3 separate regions of the Sus scrofa genome follow, and all the other regions are linked to region 2. Evidence: chromatin contacts called from public Hi-C and promoter capture Hi-C data. All regions are on one chromosome and are shown on one strand. The core of a region is the stretch at or near the end of the contact, and the rest is flanking DNA. Distances in the headings are between cores, read along the strand shown. Region 1 holds the start of SORT1 (sortilin). Region 2 holds the start of TAF13 (TATA-box binding protein associated factor 13). Region 3 holds the start of PSMA5 (proteasome subunit alpha 5).

Region 1 (2,700 bases), core at 65-2,564, 260 kb before region 2:
TCCCCAGTTTTCATGGAGCTTTGTCAGTTCAGTAGCTGAGAACTTGGAAGACTATTCTAGCAATTTTTACCATCCTGCTCAGATGCCATTTAAAAATACCTTTAACTTGTCACCTCTCGCTATGGTTGTTCTGACAAAATGTAAATTTATAAATGTAAAAAATGTAAGTCGTTGCAAATTAACACAACCAGAAGGATTTTAATGTAAGCCTTGGGTTGGGTGCCCTGCACCATTCATTTTGCTCTACAATGAATATATTCTCATTTGGATTTACCTCCAGTTTATAATTAAAAGTAGTTGTTAGCTGCTTTATTTAGGTGTAACATTTTGTATACTTCATATCTTCCTACTTATTACCTTTTCTACTGAGCAACTTCTAGCATTCCAAAGAGTCAATAAGGAGGATATCTAAAACTGGTTTTACTTCCACTGTGTGTTCCAGAATAATGTGCCTCTCCTTCCTGCGATAAACGGAACAGTGTAGGGGTTTTGTTTTATTTACTGGAGACAGGATGCTAATTTAAGGGACATCATATACCGAACACCAAACTTGTGCAATGCACTCACTGCAGGGTTAAAACACTTTGGTAAAGACAGATACGCATCTATACAATGATCATCTCTCAATTAGGCACTGGGCAATTCTGTCCCCCTTTTACCTGTCCCTTATGTCTAAGCTACTTTCTAACTCCAGGAAAACCAATAGGCAGTTCCTCCTTTGGTTAACTCCCTGCAGAAGAGGAAGATGAGTGAGGAGAGAATTTTCTTCGGGCTCGCATGAGTCACGGATGTCCTAATGTCTATCTGCCTCCGCGAGATTTAGCCCACACAGCTCTCACTCACTGTAGACAAATGGGGCACTCCAACCCTGCAAGGGTTAAAAGCCAGACGCACCGGTTAATGACAGAGCCCCCATTTCCAGCTAAGCGAGCTCAGGGATTCCCTGAGGAGATTTTCCAGGCGCTGCAGCAACCCAAGGAATTTTAAGGGTGTCTCTGGGGAAGAAGGGACCAATTCAGCCCCAACTTGAGGGTGCCAGAGGGAGGAGCTAGGGGTCGGGGCCCCACGGAGTTGGGGGCTTCTCGAGAAGGAGGGAAGCTCCCCATGCTAACTCTGGAAGCCCGGCCTGGGAGACGCCGGGCGATGGGGGGATGACCTCAGCGGTCTCTGCCACGTTCCAGCCAATCAGCCCCGCATCTTGGCATCCGAATCCAGGACCCCCTAAGCAGGAGGCGCCGCGAGCCAATCAGCAGTGGACCGGGGAAGAAAGACAGGCGGCCAGCCTATGGGCGGAGAGGTCTGGCTTGGCGTATCCAGGGAGCGCCGGCTCCAGCAAGGGGGGGGAAGGTGGGCGGCGCCGGCGGGGGTGGGCGGGCGCGCCGGGCGGCAGGTGTCGACGGCGTCGGCATTCGGCGGCGATGGAGCGGCCCCGGGGAGCTGCGCAGGGCCTCTCGCGCTGGCCCCACGGCCTCGGCCTCCTTCTCCTCCTCCTCCTCCAGCTGCTGCCGCCGGCAAGCCTCGGCCAGGACCGGCTGGACGCGCCGCCGCCGCCCGCTGCGCCGCTGTCGCGCTGGTCCGGCCCCGTCGGGGTGAGCTGGGGGCTGCGCGCGGCCGCGCCTGGGGGCCCGGTTCCCCGCGGCGGCCGTTGGCGCCGCAGCGCGCTCGATGAGGACGAGGACTGCGGCGGGGTCCGGGACTTCGTCGCCAGGCTGGCCAACAACACACACCAGGTGAGCGGGCGCCGGGCCGGGGCACCGCCCGGACTGTGAGGTGCTGCCCCCGGGCCCCTGGCGGCCGCCCGCCCCGCCAGCGCAGCCCGGCCCTCTGTCTTGTCCGTGCGCCTCGCGTCCCCGCGGAGGAGACCCCGGCTGCTCGCCAGCCCCGCTGGCCCGCGCTCCCCCGGCCGCAGCCCCGAAACTGCGGCTGGCCGGCGGGCGGGCCGAGTTGGGCCCGGGGAGCTGCCCTCAGATGCCGCGGCCGAGCATGTTTCGTCACAGGGGAGGCAGGCTTTGACTTTCACGGGATTCTTTTTTTTTTTAATTTTTTTTTTACTTTTATTTTTCTGTTTAATTGTCAAAATCTCTCGAGCGTCGTTGTTTTCCGTCTGTATAAATAATTAGGATCCAGTAACGCTATACCCCACCAGGAAGCTGGAGGAGTAATTACCTCTTAAGTGCTTGGAGAAGTTGGGCTACGCAGAAGCAAAGGTGTGTCTTCGCCGGGTCAGTACTTTCTGGGTGGGTAGGCGGGTGTTCAGTAATCCCAGAGCAGTTATTAGATTACTGTGTGTTTTAACGGCTAAAGGAACAAGCTTGGCAGTGGGGTTGATAGTACGTATATGATCTCTCTTACGCCTTCGATTTGACCTTCTGTCATGGCATTGGACTGTATCCCATTGTAACAAGATTTCCAACACTTAACACGTTGCAGATATTCTGCTTTGAGTTAGGTCCTCGTCGAAAACTTTAAAAATTATGGCAGTTCTGTCTCTGGGGATAAGCAGCTCAACCTTTGCATAGTACTACTGGTTGACAAAGCCAGTTGTTGGCTATGTCCTGGCTCCTTGCACCTTGGGCGTCTTCCTCATTTTTTTTTTTTTTCTTCCTAGAACTAGCGATTTAATTGCTACCCACATTTGCGTAATATATTTACAATTGAATATATTTTCTCTCTTCTATCCATCCCTCCTTCCTTCCTCTT
Region 2 (2,700 bases), core at 159-2,658:
CGGTTGAGACATATATATATATATATATATATATATATATATATATGCATTCCTAGGAAATTCAGTGTGGGAGTTCCCTAGTGGCTCAGTAGGTTAAGGATCCAAACAAAGAGATACAGGGAGTTCCCTTTGTGGCTCAGCAGTTAATGAATCTGACTAGCATCCATGAGGACACAGGTTCAACCCCTGGCCTTGGTCAGTGGGCTAAGGATCTGGCGTTGCCGTGAGCTGTAGTGTAGGTTGCAGATGTGGCTCGGATCCTGTGTTGCTGTGGCTGTGGTGTAGGCCAGCAGCTAAAGCTCCAATTGGACCCCTAGCCTGGGAACCTCAATATGCTGCGAGTGAGAACCTAAAAAGCAAAAATAAATAACAAAAAAGCCCAAATGCAAACACAAAGCATTTTCCTGTGTTTTTAAGGTACATTGAATTTTCTTTCTTTTGTGGTGGGGTGGGCAGCAGTGACAAGGCTGGATCCTTAACTGCTAGGCCACTAAAATGCCAGTGTTTATATATTAACAGTTATGTTCTTGGCCCAGATAATTATGAACTGATTTTTCACTCACAGGAATGTTAAGAACATTCAGAAATAATGTAGTTTGGGAGTTCCTGTTGTGGCCAAAACGAATCTGACTAGTAACCATGAGTATGCAGGGTTCCATCCCTGGCCTTCTCTGTGGGTTAAGCATCTGGTGTTGCTGTGAGCTTGGGTGTAGGTCACATAGCAGCTTGGATCTCAATTTGCTGTGGCTGTGGCATAGGCCTGCAGTTCTAGTCTGATTCAACTCCTAGCCTGGGAACTTCCATATGCCTCAAGTATGGCTCTAAAAAAAAAAAAAAGAAAGAAAGAAAAAAAGAAATAGAGTATTGTGGGGTAATCTTTCCCTGTGTGGCCTTGCATTGCAGAACAGCTTAAACACCTAGCTTTATTTAGCCTTCTAAAATCCATGGTTTTCCCAAAGTTCTGATTAAACAAACAAACAAACAAAAACGCCCCACAAAAGTTAAGTCCCCAGTCTAAGGGATGATAACACCCCCTTGAGAACTGCTTTCAAAGTACATCCTCAGTAACCAATACAGACCTTAGTAATAAATAACAGTGGAACTCTGAGGGGCTGAAGATGTTTAAACGAACCCCTAGCTAGCCCTGAACGATACATAGCTTCGCAGTCGAATCAGGAAGCAGAAATCCGACGTACGGAAGCAAGAGATACACGCCACCTTGCCCGAGATTTCCTTTTTCCTTGCTAATTTTTAATTTTTTCTTGACAAGACGTCATCCTCAACTAAGTGCCCTCTCGGTCCGGCCGCTAGGTCGGACGAGCTGCTGTCCCCTGCGCAGGCGGGGTCGCGACTAGGCCCCGCCCCGGCTCTGCGCGTCACCGGAAGTGAGGTAGCGGAAGTGATAAAACCCGCTGGGTGGTAGGCAGGCGAGTCCGGGAGGCGGCTGGCTGGTGGGATGGCAGATGAGGAGGAAGACCCCACCGTGAGTGACCACTTGTGTTCCAGCCCACGTTTTTCTGCACTCTTTCGGGCACTTATAGCGGAGGCACAGTTTAGAACTGGAGCTTTTTTCCGTAGTGTTTTCAGAGGAGAGCATCAGAGACTTTGCTTCATACTAGCCTTTCCCTTCAGATTCATCTTTTTGGTACGCGGGGCGGGAAGAGTGGGAGCGTGGCTCCCTGCCTGCCCTTTGCTTTTGGTCCATGTTTGCCAGACACTCTCTGAAACATCTAGAGAATCATCAGAGGACAAAGCTAGTATGTTAGCGCTCATTATGAACCGTCAATTCAACTGCTAACAAAACTATATACTTATTGTAAAATAGTGGAAAAATAATGGACTCAGAGTCAGGGAACATGGATTTCAAAATCTCTTTTCTCTGTGAGCAGGTTATTTGAGCCTCGGTTTTCACATCACAAAATGGGATTAAGGCTTCCTTGAGGAACGTTCTTAGGGCTGTGTTAGCAGTGCTTAGTAACTTAGTTTTGCTTGCTTTAATTCAGTATCAACTCCTTTACTAGCAAAACTGTCTAGAAATAGGCCAGCTTAGTTGGTTTAAAAAAAAAGAACGGTGTGGGGAGTTCTTTGTGGGCAACAGGTTAAAGATCCAGCGTTGTCACTGCAGCGGCTTGCGGCGCTGCTGTGGCGCGGGTTGGATCCCTGACCAGGGAACTTCCACATGCCTTGGGCTCGGTAAAAAACAACAACAACAACAAAAATATGGTATTGGAACTTTTCCAGGAGAGACACTACGGTTATTATGGATATTGTAGAAGCCATTCCTGCATGAGTCTGAAGTTGGACTGATAGTTTTTAAGGCCTCTGAAATTCTAAGGTTTCATGGGGTTTTGCTGCCTGCTTTAGGCTTTCAGGCATGATATCATTGTTGAAGGTGGGGAAAAAATGTTAATTATTTAAAAGTCCAATGCAGTGCTTGACATCTCTATGTATACATTTTAACTTCTAGTTTGAGGAAGAAAGTGAAGAAATTGGAGGAGGTGCCGAAGGTGGACAGGGTAAAAGAAAGAGACTTTTTTCTAAAGAATGTAAGTAGTATTTGGCAATGATTTCGTTATAGATAAAAACCTTTGGAAATGTCTGTTCAAAGTAGACTTACTGTTCTGAATGTGTTTCCTTGTAGGGACAATATTGTCAGACTTAGCTGTAAATTTTGTTTAACCTGTGAACCATAGTAATGAT
Region 3 (2,700 bases), core at 20-2,519, 290 kb before region 2:
GGACGGGAACTCCCCAGTAATTTCAAAAGAACTTCAAAAGAGCAAGCATAGTGAACTTAACTAACATTTTTCAATAGTAAGGCCACATGAGCTAACCAGAAACCTAAAGGATATAATTCTTTTCTCAGAAATCTAACAGATCCTTGAGGATTGCCACTTGGAGTGTCTCCTCAGTTTTATCAGGGTCAAACTTCTTTTGGCTAGGGAACCACAAAATGAAATTCCTGGTGAACTCAAGAATGTAGCAAATAAAACGATGGGAAAAATAAATATCAATATCCAAAATGTCTTATTTCTACATTTCCTCTACCACTGAAATGCCTTGGTCATTTACAAACCTAATCTAGGGCCAAGTTATGAACTTCGCTTGAGAGAGACAGGCCTGGAGAGGTTGAGGCCTTGCCTAGTGGTGTCTCATTACCGGAAACAGAACGCTGGCGTTTCTCTTTTAGTCATAAACTGCCCACTAAATGACTTCCTAACTGGCTTTCCTGAGCAAATAACTCATTCGTTCATAGCTATGAAGCTATGAAGTTGCTTTTCTACCCTTAGGGAAGGGAAGCAAGAAACACACAAAAAGATGGCATTGCCAGCTAATTCTTCATGAATAATAGAAAAAGGCAGTGAACAATTTGAAGCCAGGATTCAGAGTTCTGGGTCACCAAGTCGAAAACCTGTACAGGGGGCAGGGGTTGGGGAGAGGAATGGAAGGAAATGCTGGGAAAATTACCTTGATGGTGCGGTGCGTAAGCTTGAAGGGTTTCCTAATGACTAAACCTCACTAACTTTTCTCAACAAACGAGCCCGAATGCACCGTAGCGCACCCCATCACCTCTCACGTCGAGCCCTGGAGGAAATCCGCGCCGGAGCGGGACGAGCCAGGGATCTTGCGAAACGCCGGGAGGGTAGAGGGCGAAGAGAGACTGGGACCCATGTGCTCTGGCGGGGATTGCGGGAGTCGGCGAGGAGTCTATCCAGCCAAGGGTTCAGTCAGCTCAACTTTCTATACAAGTTCTCCCAGTTGCCAACCTTGGGACGTGGTCACACATTCTCGAAAAAGCGAACTCTCAGCACCTGCCTTCAGCTCCGAGCGCCCCTAGCAACCACTCGCGATTTAAAGCGGAAGAGCGACCTTTGCCCAGCTCGCCCAGGACCAACCGAGGCCTGGCGGGGGAGCGCGTTAGTCCAATCACCTCGGCGGGAACTCCGACCAACCAATAGGAGGCTGACGCAGGAGGGCGGGCTTAAGGGGTCGCCGGCGCACGCGCAGTTGGGAGCGGGACCTCAGTGGTGTGGCGGTGTGGGTGATCTGGGTGCCGGTGGACTCGTGTTGGCCCTTAGAATCCCCGCGTAGCCGCTGTCGCTTTGTCCTGCCGTTACCATGTTTCTTACCCGGTCTGAGTACGACAGGTCTGTGTGGTTGTGGGACGTCGGATCGGGGTTACGGGTGGGCGGGCCCAGGGCCCGGTCTGGGCTTGGGTTCTGCCGTGTCATGGGGGCTCCCCAGGAACCCAAGTCTGGCGGGGCCTGAGGATCTCTTGGCCTCCCCAGCCTCTCGCTGTGATTCTCGAGGCTAAACTTGCGGTTTTGGGCCGCGCATGTCCTACCGCTGAGTCACTGCTGGGTCCTGAGTCGGCACGGAAGCGAGAAACTCCGCTTTGTTCTTGGGGAAAGAAGGCTTGAGGGGCCGTGACTCCGACCTTTAACCCGGGGAAGAACAGGAGTCACCCTACTTCCGTCCATCTTTTCGTGCTGAGCGGGACTGCCTTTTTAAAATGTAAATGTGCTGCCTGGAAGAAAAACAGTTAGAGATCACTTAATGGGTTTGTTAGTTTCAGCTTCTTTTTCCTTCTAGGAGGACCACCTCGTTTCCTGTTTCTTGGTAGTGGGAATAGAGCAGCCATTCCTTTGATCGAGGTGTAGAAGGGCGTGCTGTGTTGTGTAGTTTCTGCAAAAGCGCGAAGACAGTCTCAACTTTGCCCAGATGTGATGTCAGGATTCTCATTTTATGGGAACTGGTATTTAGAATGATTCTTAAGAGTTTTGTCACCGTGCTGATTCAGCTAGCCCTAGGCTTTTCTGACTGGTTGAACAGTGTAGCGAGTTACTTTAAGTGTATGTTGAGACCAAATCAGTTTTTGAAACCAAAACTATGAGATTGTTGTATTTATTTTAAAAAAGCCTTTCAGAGCTTAGAAATGTTAAGTAATATTAACTTGTACATACTTATGCCTACAGCATACTTTTTAACTTTCAGTTTCTGTTTTGGTCAGTTAAGTTTCAGGTAGCTATTAAGCTTTTTTGAATTTTAAAGCCAGGAAAAGCAGATGTTTTCTTTATACTACATGGCTTGAGAAGCTGCATTTCTTTTCAAGTATATATTGAATCTATCAAAAGTTTTATCATGGAGTTCCCTGGTGGCTCAGCGAGCTAAGGACCCAGCGTTGTTAATACTGTGGCCCTGGCTACTGCTGTGGTGTGGGTTTGATCCCTGGCGTGATAACTTCCATATGTCAGGGTTGGGGGGGTGGGAGTGGTGGTTATCACTTAAAACTACCACTTTTCAAAAATCTTTTTACTGACTCATAGAAGATATATGTGAAGTAAAACTGATGTTTTCCTACTGTCTTATAAAATGACTTTTTAAGTCAGTATTTAGCTTCCAGAGCATTGAAGAGAATCATCTTTGGGTGATACAAT

The links. Promoter capture Hi-C pulls out the DNA fragments that hold promoters and counts their contacts. A called contact is a pair of places that touch in the nucleus more often than the background predicts.
Region 1: a Hi-C map of embryonic fibroblasts shows a contact between it and region 2, with 2.9 times the contacts expected there. The contact joins the promoter of SORT1 here to the promoter of TAF13 in region 2. A contact is called at or near these places in 3 of 5 promoter capture datasets (fetal liver, fetal skeletal muscle and liver), 4 of 47 Hi-C or Micro-C datasets (embryonic fibroblasts, epiblast stem cells, fetal skeletal muscle and 1 more) and 1 of 2 datasets of contacts at active chromatin or transcription factors (skeletal muscle).
Region 3: a promoter capture Hi-C map of liver shows a contact between it and region 2, with 4 times the contacts expected there. The contact joins the promoter of PSMA5 here to the promoter of TAF13 in region 2. A contact is called at or near these places in 1 of 5 promoter capture datasets (liver) and 1 of 47 Hi-C or Micro-C datasets (skeletal muscle).

Annotation. Positions count from the first base shown.
Region 1 is chr4:110,719,796-110,722,495 of Sscrofa11.1, forward strand. SORT1 (sortilin) reads left to right here and starts at 1,315. Exons shown (of 20, transcript XM_013997288.2): 1 at 1,315-1,730. The coding sequence starts at 1,419.
Region 2 is chr4:110,979,408-110,982,107 of Sscrofa11.1, forward strand. It overlaps TAF13 (TATA-box binding protein associated factor 13), which reads left to right and starts at 1,409. Exons shown (of 4, transcript NM_001243639.1): 1 at 1,409-1,483; 2 at 2,468-2,546. The coding sequence starts at 1,457.
Region 3 is chr4:110,694,160-110,696,859 of Sscrofa11.1, forward strand. PSMA5 (proteasome subunit alpha 5) reads left to right here and starts at 1,270. Exons shown (of 9, transcript NM_001144901.1): 1 at 1,270-1,410. The coding sequence starts at 1,382. LOC102167065 (a long non-coding RNA gene) reads right to left here and starts at 1,180. Exons shown (of 2, transcript XR_303194.3): 1 at 731-1,180.